Regions from separate parts of the Gossypium hirsutum genome. Here region 1 is linked to region 2. A link is a contact called in public Hi-C data. All regions are on one chromosome and are shown on one strand. Each heading gives the region's core, a stretch centred on a gene start, on an enhancer-like site or on the middle of the called end of the contact. The rest is flanking DNA. Distances are from core to core; before and after follow the strand shown.

The links. A called contact is a pair of places that touch in the nucleus more often than the background predicts.
Region 1: a contact with region 2 is called in a Hi-C map of leaf, with 3 times the contacts expected there. The contact joins the promoter of LOC107890161 here to the promoter of LOC107916810 in region 2. A contact is called at or near these places in 7 of 34 Hi-C or Micro-C datasets (callus, hypocotyl and leaf).

What each region holds. Positions count from the first base shown.
Region 1 is chrA11:76,073,981-76,080,415 of Gossypium_hirsutum_v2.1, reverse strand. LOC107890161 reads left to right here and starts at 2,375. Exons shown (of 12, transcript XM_016814663.2): 1 at 2,375-2,443; 2 at 2,556-2,612; 3 at 2,836-2,926; 4 at 3,204-3,423; 5 at 3,631-3,754; 6 at 3,837-3,904; 7 at 4,225-4,407; 8 at 4,540-4,665; 9 at 4,897-5,235; 10 at 5,610-5,762; 11 at 6,045-6,140; 12 at 6,303-6,435. The coding sequence starts at 2,558. The coding sequence ends at 6,401.
Region 2 is chrA11:75,462,639-75,469,046 of Gossypium_hirsutum_v2.1, reverse strand. It overlaps LOC107916810, which reads right to left and starts at 4,706. Exons shown (of 7, transcript XM_016846185.2): 1 at 4,192-4,706; 2 at 3,683-3,712; 3 at 3,127-3,225; 4 at 1,145-1,268; 5 at 683-992; 6 at 501-555; 7 at 84-325. The coding sequence starts at 4,350. The coding sequence ends at 257.

The DNA.
Region 1 (6,435 bases), core at 1,126-3,625, 610 kb before region 2:
AGGGGGTGAGCATTTGGTCGAATCGAATGAAAAAATTTCGAGTTAATCAAGTTGACGAATCATATTTTATCATTCTAATTTGATTTGAAATTTTCTCGAATCGAGTCAAGTAAGATGGAATTCGAATCGAATCGAATCAAATATATTTGTTTGAGTTAAATTTTAAAAAATAATTTTGGGTCCTTATAACCACTATCACCTACCGTAATAAAATTTGTCTACCGTAATCAATTTTTTTATTAACTTTCATCACCTTATAATTTATTTATTAATCTTTTATATACGAGTTATTTTTTTGTTTGCTTGGTTATTTCAATTATCTTCATATTCTTGTCACTATGTATTTTAGAATTAAAAAATATATTAAATGTAAAATGTGATTTTTTAATAAAAAGTTATTTTAAAGATAAAATGTGAAATTGATACCAATATAAAATTTTAACACGAATACTAAACAATTTAATAATATAAATAATATAAAATGTGAAATTTAATTTAATAATATAAATAGTAGATATAAATAAAATTATTACTATTTATATTTAGGAATTTTCTTTTTTGGATAATTTTGATTTTTTATTTAAGAGTAAAGGGTGAGAAGTAAAAGTTTAGGGGGAAAATAAAAAGTTTTGGGAAGTAAAAGTTTGAGGGAAAGTAAATAGGGTAGTAAAATTTTGGAGAAAAAACATTAAAAAAAATTGGGGAGGGTGGATGGGTTTGGGGTAAATGGGGGTGGTATGGGAAGGGAGTAAAAGTTTTAGGGGGTAAATGGGAGAGAGTAAAAATTTTAGGGGAAAATAAAAAGTTTTGAGGGTTTTTGGGAGTAAAATTTTGAGAAAAAGTAAATGAAAGAGTAAAATTTTAGTGGGAAATGGATTTTGGGAAGATGGGGGGTTGGGATGGGAGGGGAGTAAAAGTTTTGGTGGGAAAATGGGAAGGAGTAAAAGTTTTGGGAGTTTAGGGTAAAAATGTAAAATATTATAGTTTCATATTTCGTTTATTCGAATTATTCGAGTTATTCGAATTTGAAAACTCAACTTGATTCGAATTCGAAATTCGAAAAAGAAAATCAAATTGATTCGAATAACTCGATTTGTTTAACTCGAAATTTGATTTTTTTGTTTTTTTAATCGAATCGAGTTTTGCTCACCCCTAACTAATACTGTTAAATTTTTTGTTATAATAACCTAAATTTAAAAAATATATTATAATTAACATGAATTTAACAAAAAAAAAGTGTAAACAATTACGCCTGAATATTGAAATCTGAAAAGTAAAAGGACTAAATTCTTAATTTTTAAAAAATACATGGGCATAGGTAGAGGTGTCTATGGGCCAGGCTGGATTCAAGCTAGGTCCAACCGGAACTTTAGGCTCGAGTTAGGCTTCACCCGAAAAATGGGCCTAAAATTTTATCCAAGCTTGATTTGGATAAAAATGCTAAAACTTGAGTTTGACTTGCTATATTAATTTTTTTATATTATTATTTTTATATAATTTTTTAAAAAATATATAACACATCAAAAATACTAAAAATATTAAAATAAATGTTTCTGAACAAATTGAAAAAAAATTAAAAAAATATTTATACTTAAATAATATCAAGATAGGTGCAACTTAATAAGTAAATACTGAGTTATACAATATTCAAAAAATAACAAGAAAATAGCAACATAATAGTAAAATAATAACAAATAGTGAAAAAAAAACAAGAAAATAGAAACGAAATAGTAAAAAACAACATTTTTTTTTGCATAGTCGAGTCAAGTTTGGGCCAAAAAAGCCTTACTCGAGGCTCTACCAATTTTCTAAACGGGTCTCTTTTTTTCCCAAGTCCATTTTTCGAGTTTATCTTTTTATCCAAACCCTCCCACTTTTCGAGCAGGGCTTTGGGACTGAGTGACTCGGCCCATGAGCAAGTTTAGACATACACACATTTTAACTTAAATAAATAAATAGGCTTATTTATTTTTTTGTCAAAATATATTGTTAATATTTTTACTCTAATAAAATTTAAAATTTAGTTGTTATATTTAAAAAATAAAAAATTTAATTTTTATAAAAAAATTAATTTAAAAATCTAGTCTTATTATTAAGTTATCTTTAGTTTTCCCAAAAAAATTGTTAACTTAGTATTTTGAGTAAATATCCTCATATGAAGTTGTATATGACTGACAAAAAAATTAAATATATTAAATTAATAAATTTTGATAAAAATTACCAACAACAATCATAATTAGAGTAAAAAACTAAATATTTAACTTAAATATCGAATTTTGTCAAAATATAAGGACTAATAGCATATTTTAACCTTTTTTTTTCCCTCCCGCATAACATTATTTAGAATTTATATCCAGTTATATTCGACAACGTGTACGGTTGCAGGCAATACAATATCTCAGTCGCCGCAGACGAACTCTACCCATATACCTCATCTTCTCAGGTTAGCTCTTCGAAGAGAATGGACGCTTTATGCATCACCAAACCAGCCTAATTAATTTTCTGTCTTTTTTTTTTCCTTAATTTTTTTTAAATGATGTTGATGATTGAATCAGCTATGGCCGTCCGATTTCCCGCCGCAACCAATTTCTGCTCCTCCTCCGCCTTGCACAGTAGCTCCTCCCTATCCTTCTCCTTCTCTCTTTTACATTTTCGAATATCATAAACAACTTCTAAAAAAAGCTGAATTACAGATGCAGTTCAACTTCACTGTGCTGCAACGATCGGCTATATGTTTAGTTTTTTATTTTAAAATTTTCTTGCATTTTCACGGCTGCCAAATTGAGACTTAACTTCCTTTTTTTGGTATATATTGTGCATGTACTGTTTGAGTAGATTATCGTCCTATGTGCAGCTCCGGTGAGGTTACTAGTTGCCACGTCTCCTGCCGCCGGCTGTTTAGCCATGGCGGCTTTGGCATAACTTGGTATTATGTTCAATTCATATTTTCCTTTTGCTAGTTGTTATCTTTCGGGGTTTTTCTTTTTCTCTTCTGAATTTAAATTTTATCTTACTAGCTTATTTTTAGACTCCAAAAGAAAAGAAATATGGAATGGTGAATTATCAATAAAATATCATAAATTGGTTCAAGTCTAATCCTAAAAGGGGGAACTTTTTTTGGGGGGATTTTTTTTTTCTTTTTGTAATATGTTCTGCAGATAAAGAGTAGTAGTTATGATTGTTAAGGCTAGAGTTGTTTGCAGGAAAGGATTTCGAAGAGTAAATAGAGCTTCCCTTTCGAGAAGGACCCTCGTAAAGAATAACATTCCGGCAACTACCGAGCATTTAGGCTCAGCATCCGATCCTGCAAAGCATAATGGAAGGTCGCATTACCATCCGTTTGAGGATATTGGTGAAGCTACATCTAAAAAGAGCAATGATGCTACACTCACAGCTGCAGAAACCTCTAGGACAATCATTGAGGTATCGCATTTATTGTTCATTACTGAATCAACATCCATAGGAATGGCTTTAATGTAATGAATATGTTTGAACATGGTATTCTTTTCTGTTATTGTTGAAGAAAAGTAATTTAGATGTCTTTTCTGCAATTTGGTTTGGTTAACACTTGGAAGATGTACTCTTATGCTTCAATTCCTGCTTCTCAATCTGTTTGTTTGGCTAACGTAGGCTGTAGCATGCCATTTTCAGGTGAATAGTAAAGCAACGGTTATGTTTACAGGGATGATCAATGATGAAGTTCATGAAAATATTATGTGGCCAGACTTGCCTTATGCAACCGATGAGCATGGAAGTAAGTTGACTGTTCCGGTCTGAAGTATTTAAGCCTAGCTGCCTCAGTAAGCAAATTGAAATTTTCCTCTGATGCCTTGCAGATGTATACTTGCAAGTGAAAAGCGATGAAGATATTTTGCAAAGTCTTACTGTAGAAAATAACTTTGTGGTATGCAGCGCATTTCTTTCTGAAAATTTTGCTAACCTGTTACCTGCATGCATGTCTCAAGATGGTGCTTAGATCTTGCATGTAGTTTTCACCTTTCTAGTTTGACGTGTTTGTCCATGTAACCCTTTCATAACTGAGATTTCTTGAAATATGTTTTGCACTTTGCATTTATTGATTTGACATTTTAATGACTGCATCATTCTATCCTGCAAATGGGCTTCATTTGAGTTGAGTTGCTATCGAATATGAGAAAAGGTCTACAAAGAGTCCTCTTATTTGCTACTGTGTTCCTTAAAGCTTATTTAGTTTGTATAATGCAGCAAGTCATTATAGGATTTGACACTACGGAAATCATGAAGGAAATCGAATTATCAGGTCCATCAGAAGTTGATTTTGGAATTGAGGAAATTGACAATGAAGATATTGATATTGAAGATGAAGATGAGGATGAGGATGATGATGATGATGATGATGATGATGATGATGATGATGATTATGATGAGGTTTGACCTTTTTCCTTTTTCTCCCGCTTCCTTTCGAATATGATGCATGAACCTAGCGTTTTTTATGAGATACTTTCATTAACCTGTTTGCTATATATATATATATAATATATATTAATTTATTGTTTGTAGGAGTGGGTTGCTGCTCTTGAAGATGAAGCTGATCAAGATGACTCTGATGGGACTCTTGGGGACTGGGCAAAATTGGATACTATGCGTTCATCCCATCCTATGTACTTTGCCAAAAAGTTGACTGAGGTAATGACACTCTATGTCAGATACTGAAATAAAACTAGCGAGGAAGCAGTGCTAGGAAGAGAACATGAAGTAAAATTCAAGTTAGCTATATAGCATGTACTAATATGTATTAAGTTTGAGTTTAAGCACCTTACGCCCTTGTTGAGTCCATATTTACAAAGATGATATCTTTATGCATGGTTTGTTTCAACGGCATTTTCACAATGATTTTCTCTTACTTATGTTTTGTAGGCAGCTTCAGATGATCCTGTAGACTGGATGGAACAACCTTCGGACGGTTTAGCTATCCAAGGCCTTCTAAGGCCTGCCCTCACTGAAGAACATTCTGAAATTCAGAAGCACATGTCTACCAATCAGTCTCATGGTTCTGACACAAATCAGGCTGAGAAAGTTGTGGGAGACAAAGTAGAAGATCTTGGCATAATTAATGGTTATGGAAATGAATCAGAGTTATCAAGAAAGAGTACATCATCTGAAAGATCAGGGAAAAATGAGATCTCAACAAATGGGTCTTCATTTTACAAATTAGAGATGATTAAAATTCAGCTAATTACAGCACATGGACATCAGGTCTGTAAGAGGCTTTCACGTTCCCTGATTTTCATTCCTTTTCTCATGTAAATTTGATTTGATTATCTTGTGGATATCTATTTTATGTGTGTGAGGTATTAGCTACAGTCATGAAATTACTTGAGTGCTACTAAGTCCGGCATTTTGTCAACAAATTTTTAGTTAAGATGATATAGGCCTATTGCCTTTTTGGCAATGTCTAAGGGTTTTCTATGACACAATACAGATTATAGCCATAGTAGCTGTTCCATCAACTACCACCTATTACCTGTCTTTGCTATTGCTATTAGAGTAATATTGACTTTATTTTTTCTTTCCTGTTCTCCCACCGTATGAGATTGCTGGAGAATAATTGATTTTTTCTGCATGTCCAGACAGATGTTGAATTAGAAGACTTCAAGCAGGCTCAACCTGATGCTATTGCACACTCGGCTGCCAAAATTATATCTCGCCTGAAAGCTGGTGGAGAAAAAACCACACAAGCACTCAAATCACTCTGTTGGAGATGCAAGGGTATTCAAGTCGAGGTAAAAGGTCAAAAAATCATCGGATGTGTAAAAGTTTATACTTTGCTAAGTCTACTCTAAGCTGTGCAAAACTTTTTAGGTTCTGAAGCATATAGGTCTTAAAACTTTTTTCTTTAAAAAAAAAGGGTGGCTGCTTTAATCCCTATTATCTAGGAAGCTAAATTTATATATGGTTATATATAAGAAACCTGTCTAGCCTTAATATTTAGTATTACTTCTTTTTGGTTAGCTAATTTATTGATTTTAAAAATGATTATTCATCTTCTTTGCACTCTATCATAGGAAGTAGCTATTATCAGTGTGGATTCCCTTGGATTTGTCCTGAGAATTTGCTCTGGAACCCAAATTGAAACCTTACGATTCGCATTTAATGCCCGGGTATGTCATACAGGTGCGCACGCGCACACACATTCATGCCTTTTTTGTTTGTTCTTCTTTAAGGTCATCATTTCTGTACAAATAAGCCAGCAGTTCGTAGGATCAAATTCCCACTAACTAATAACCTAGCCACCTTTGTTTGAATTGAATTGCCCTTTGCAGGCCACTTCAGAGTATAGTGCTGAGAGACAACTTAACGACATGTTGTTCCCAAGGAGCCATCAAAGGCCACAAAAACAGATAACTGGCTCTTCAAAATGAATGCTGAAGTTGTTGAATAGACGCTTTAACGCAT
Region 2 (6,408 bases), core at 3,457-5,956:
CTTGTATAATTCAAAGCTATATAATAATATTAGGAAAGAAACAGACCAAGACCCAAAAAAAAAAAGAAAGATAAAGGAGAGAATTACTAAATCAGAATGTAATTACTTTTTTTGGAGTTTTAGCAACAAAATAATGGACCATTGTCAATTGTTGGGCCAAACAAATTTTTTGACAATTTGACTATGATTATGATCAGAATAAAATAGAACAGATTCAGTTAGCTATTATTCTCCGAGACTACTTACTTGGTTGGAGCTACGATAGAGCATGGCATAATGATTTGTACGCCCCTACACACATCTTAAATTTCTCTTCAGCCATCTCCTGCATAAATGTATAGATGTTACGTCACTACAAAAAAATTAAAAGAAACCATGACGGGATCCGCTTCACTACAGAAACACAACAAATTTGATAAACCAGAAATTAAAATCCATAAAAATTTCGTTTGGAATTAGATGAGCAGCCAAAAACAAAATTTTTGCAAATTCTAACTAACCTGTGAAGGACCTTGATGCTTATCAGGATGCCACTTCAAAGCTGATATGTGAAAGCTGAATGGCAATTTTAATGAACTTTAGAATACATGCATATAAAAAAATTGGAGCAAGGAAAAACTCAAATATGTAACGTCCAATCTTCAAGATGACAGGCCTCTCAAATATTAGGTTGAGTACTTACGCATTCTTAACGTCTTCAATCTTTATGGGGCCTGCTCGAGGCAAACCAAGGATTTCTCTATCAGAACATGATCCTACATCATATGACTTCTCCTCCTCAGACTCAGACTCAGAGTCACTAGTATTTTCCCACTCCTTCGTCCTTTGATTTATCCAGCCTGATTTTTCTCTCCACTCAAATCCAGATTCTGGATTCTTGAAAGACTTATCTCCACCAGAAGCCCAAGTATACCATTTGTTCCCAAATTTAGCTTGAAAGATTCTCTCAGGATGATCAAAGTCGTCAGAGAAACTCTCTCTTCTAAAATTTCCTGCACCATGTAACAAAAAGGACAATGAGTGTCAAATATGAGAGCTAGTTCTGCTAAAAATAGTGCATAAAGGAGGCTTCTTTTTTTCTTTTTAGTTGTGCTTCAATAAACAGTAAGGGGAAATGAATGAAAAAAGAAAAGAGGAAGCTCACGTTTAACTTTTTTGCGGTTAGATTTCCCAGCATGTCGTCCAGAATACCTTGACGACCGCTTCTTGTCAGAACCATCTGAATCCCAGCCTTCTGTCCCATCAAATTTCCATGTTCGAACTTCATCCTAGATAAAAGCCAAAGGCAAGGTTTATATTTTAATTTCAGGTACTAATGAAAACTGTAAACTCAAATCTTTTGGTACAATGTAAAGCAGAAGGAAGATAAAAGGCATTCATGTTTTAGATACATTCCAGTCCAATGGTTTCTTGGTAAATAAATAACATTCAAGCTCTACATGCATGTCAAGTCCACTGGATTTTTAAAAAATCAACTTATCATCGTCCATTGAAAACGAACAGCAACCTCAGTCTTTCAATGGCCTAACTGAAATCATAAGCTTCTACTATGCTCGGACCCTAGATGCACATTTTATGGGATGTTGTACGAACCATAAACTTAACAATTTTGGTTCCATATAAATGACAGCAATGCCAATATGAAGAAACACAAAATAATTTCAAGGCTTGAACCTATGTTTGTTCGGGAACACTAACATGTTTTATGTTACAACTTGTAATGAAATGTAAACATGCTTCATAGAGGTTTTTTGTGGGAGATAATTAAATGGCAATAACAAACCAGGAAATGAGGTTTTATAAGCCTACAATGTAGGCAGATCAGATAGATCTTTCATGCATTATTGGCTCCTCCAAAGAAAATAATTTAAACTTGGTCCTATCCTAATAAAATAATTTGCCTAGGGGCTGGAAAGATCCTTTAAAATTCATAAATCCTGCTTATTGAATACAAAAGTAATTTTATTGATGAATTGTCACAATAACCCATGCTAAAACCCATTTGATTTTGCAGTGCAATTACTGAACAATTGCATGGTTTAATAGAATCTATCATCTTTGGATAAGATAGGTTTTGGAAAATAGTACAGTAAACAAATTTAAAATTCTGCCTCTGAAGTGGCCAGTTACATCAGTAACTAAAATGGAAATTATCGGCATTGTGATCCATTATACAAGAGCCTTCATCTCTTCAACAAATCAAATATTCTTATAATTCTCTAAAACCTTTCACTTAACATGTTCTTATTCACCCTTGTGGTTTAACATACCCAAAAAATAAAAATTAGCAGAAAAAGAGGCATAAAAAACTTTGGTTGGCAAACATGAAGAAATATGCATGTAACAAACATGAATTGATGGTATTTCTTAGGGTGCTCTCTCTCCAAAGATTTCAGAAAAAGATAACCGGGTGCCATCATTCTCAATCTATAAATTAGTCCTCAGGATCCAACCTTCTACCATGAGATTGCACTATCGACATGTCCAAACATTTACAATTCGGCCAACTTGTAGTCCATTTGGTTAGATGACACCTAAACAGTCCTAATACTTTCAGCATGACCAAAATCAAACTTGGATAAAACTATATAAATTGGATTCTTTCAATTGAAACTCCAAAGCACTGGGAAGACTGTTGGTCCATTAATTGAAAAACTCCTTAATACATCCGAATAAGCAAATAAAATTGGAACGAAACTACTGGTGTCAACCAGGCAAGTTTAGTCGGGTTTGGGTCAAGTAACTTCAGTGCATAAAAAAAATTGGGTTTTGCTCAGTTCAAGTCATTTCAGGTTCAAATTGTTTAGTTTTAAGTTAAAACCAGTTTAATACAAGGTTAGGATCTTGGTTTATTCAGGTCTGGATCATCTCTGAATTCAACAATTTTAGGTTCAGATAATTTCAATTTTGGTTGGATTGTAAACTTTTATGGTCAAATCAAGTTAGGTCAACTTTTGATGCAGACAACTAGGTGAGTCGTACAATTTAGAGTGAGTTTCAATAATAGAGTTTATCGCAATCTAATTATGCCATAACTATAACATAAATAGTGCATAAAAAATATTGAAGTTCACATCTTGAATAAGATCAAGGTTCTAAACCAAATAGGAGTCCAGAAAAGTTTACCTGGAATGAAACATTTGAGCAACCACTATTATAGAGAAGGTTTTTTAGAGCACTCTTTGCGTCAGCACGCCTTTGATGTACTCTATATCTTATGTGATTCTGCATTAATATTTGAAATGTCAGAAAATTTCCATTTTTTATGAACACATAAAGTAAGAAGTAAAATGCCAGAAGCAGACAAAAGGTTCATAACAAAGCTACTTGGGAAGGATGAAATTAACAAATAGCAACATCTTAATCAGTTACTAGAAGACACCCATCACCTGGTCAATGTGAACATTAAAATTAATCATGGGGAATCCTTTTGTGAGATGCATTAGAATTTTATTTGCACTAAAAGATTGCTAGGAATGTTCCCAGTCCACGATGAATAAGATAGCTGTTTTAGCAATCAAGCATGGTTATCCTCGGCATACAAACTCGAACTGGAATTTGGTCTGCTAAGTTTTCAGAAAATTACCAATCTAAAAACGTGCCAATATGATATACTAGGACCAAGATGATTAAAAGATGCAGGCAGATAATTACATAAATAGAGGCTGCCAAAGCTATATACCTTAATTGGTTGTTGTGTTCTTCTTTCCTCCTGCAAAAATATGGTTAATTGTTAAATTTTCTCATCAAAAGCAATGCATACAGATTTATACGAATTACTAAACCAAAATTTTCATGCATTACAAACATCTGAAGCTCAATTCTATGCAACTGGTGGTGGCCAGAGGAGGAAACAAGTAGGCATACTTATTCACATAGAAGATGAAGTACTTTGATCAGAACCAGGAAGAGACAATATGGGAAGCTAAACATAATGAATATAGAATAAATCTCAACGGTAGCATCTATAACAATCAGCAAGCAGAAACTTTTAGCATGAAACATTGAAGCTCAAATTTCTCAATTTAATTTTGAAGTTAAAGATTAATTTACATAGCACTCAGAGAACAAGACTATTTCTTTCATCTAAGAAATGCCACAAATTAGAGCTATTCAAGGATTTGAACTTTCAGAAACCCTATCTACAGCCATTCAAATAAAAATAGAAATCCAAGCTCTCCCCGAACTCACAAAATCCCATTTGCTCTTCCATTTTTCACAGGTAACAGGCGTAGAATGAAACGAAGCAACGTGGGTTGTTGCAACAGTAGCCGTTGCTTTTGAAGATAAGAAAGGTGGAACCAATGAATTCTTCAGTAGAAACACGTTTCGCCATCTAGGTATCTGCATAACCGATAAAATCAAGACAAAAAGACACTCTCTTCAAAATTAGCAGCACCAATAGAGGAAGCTTTGGGTTTTCCTTTTGGTGGTAAAAAGAATTGGTTCTAAGTAACAAAAGGGTTAAATCTTTTCCGGGTGGAGGATGATAACAGAAGTTTATGTTTCTCAGTTGATTTGGATGTCTGAAAGTTTAGCTGATGATGAAACCGAAGCAGAAAGTCGAATCGAAACATGTTCAAATTAAGGGTTTCGGGGTTGGATACTAGGATGGGATGGATCCTTTCATTGTTCTCAGGCAATTGCAGAGACCTGAATCAGTAAACTCCAAAGGGACCTAAACCTAGGCCCAGATAAATAGGTGTTGGTTAAAGATTAACTTAGAGCCCAAAACTATAATATCTTCGTCCATCAACTATATCATATAGAGGTATTCATGAGCCCATTCAGGTTAGCCCAATAAAAATTTTAGGTTCATTTACTAGGCTCGACTTGGCTCGAAAAATGTGTCTAAAATTTTATTTAACTTTAATTTAAAAAAATGCTAAAACCCTGATTCGACTCGGCCGTATTAATTTTTTATATAATTTTTAAAATATATATAATACATCAAAAATATTAAAAATATTAAAATAAATATTTCCCAACAAATTAAAATATATATATGTATACTTAAATAACATTGAGATATACAAAATTAATAATAATAAAAAGCAAATGCCTCTAAAATAGTAACAAAATTAACAGTAAAACAAGAGTTACACAATATCCAAATAATAACTATAAAATAGTAGGTAACAAATTATGAAATGGCATCAAAATAGTGAAAAAAGAACAAGAAGAAAACAACAAAAAACAACAAAAAAAAGTTTTAAAAAAATAGCAATTTTTTTTGCATATTCGAGTCGGGTCGGGCTGGGCTCGGGCCAAAAAAGCCTTACTCGAAGCTTAGCCTGTTTTCTAAACAGGCCTTATTTTTTGTCTAAGCCCATTTTTCTGACCTATATTTTTACCCAAATCCTCCCACTTTTCAAGCAAGCCGTCGGATCGGGCTAGGTAGCCCGACTCATGGACAAGTCTAATATCATATAGAAGATTATAATTTGATCACTCACTTATTAAGATTTTTTTTTCAACCAATAATTAAATAGTTAACACAAAGGTAATGTGAACTTTTAAATTTTATATATTATATTAATTTATTTTAATTTTTAATTTTTAATTTTCAATATTTAGATATTGTGCCATTGTTGTGTTAATACTAAAAAAATAAAATATTATAGTAAATTTAAAAAATACATAAAATTCCTTAGTAGTATTTTCAATTGAGTTTTAGTTTTATTTGTATTAGTATTGTTGCCCGTATAGGAGGACATGAGTTCGAGTGTATTGAAACACATTATCCTCTTATTTAAAGGTTTAGATAAATCATAATAATAATAATAATAAAGGGCAAGTTTTGGAGAAACGATTTGTAACTTTCTTAAATACTGATAATCTCTATGGTGGGTTAGTCATGTTCCTTTATGAAAAATTATGTGTTTATTATTTATTTTCTCGAATTTTTTGAAAACTTTTTTTTTTATGAAATGGGATTGTTTTATTAGTGACATCCATTATATGCATGTGTTCATTAAAAAGATTTTTTTTATGAAGATGCTTAAAGATTTTAAATTTGATTAAAACTATATAAGGAGGTTTTGAACTTAATATATATTTGTGTTATAAATAATTTTATTTTTAAGTGAATGTTCATCAATATTAAGATAAATTTGATATATTTTAGGACTTTAATGTTCATTAGAAGTATAGTTTTATTTTATTTATACTTCTTATGTCTATAAATATAAATTTTGAAAAAATATTGTAAACATCTCAATTGATCAATAAAAATACGTATTTCTCTTTTGCTTTTTTATTTCTTATTTTTTTACTCCTTTTTATCTATATAACACATTACTAACATAATTCTTTTTTAAACTTTTTCTTCTTAAATTATCTCTCATAACCTAAACAAAATTTGTAACGCACTAAACATGGCATGATAATTGAAACCAAGTATGATGT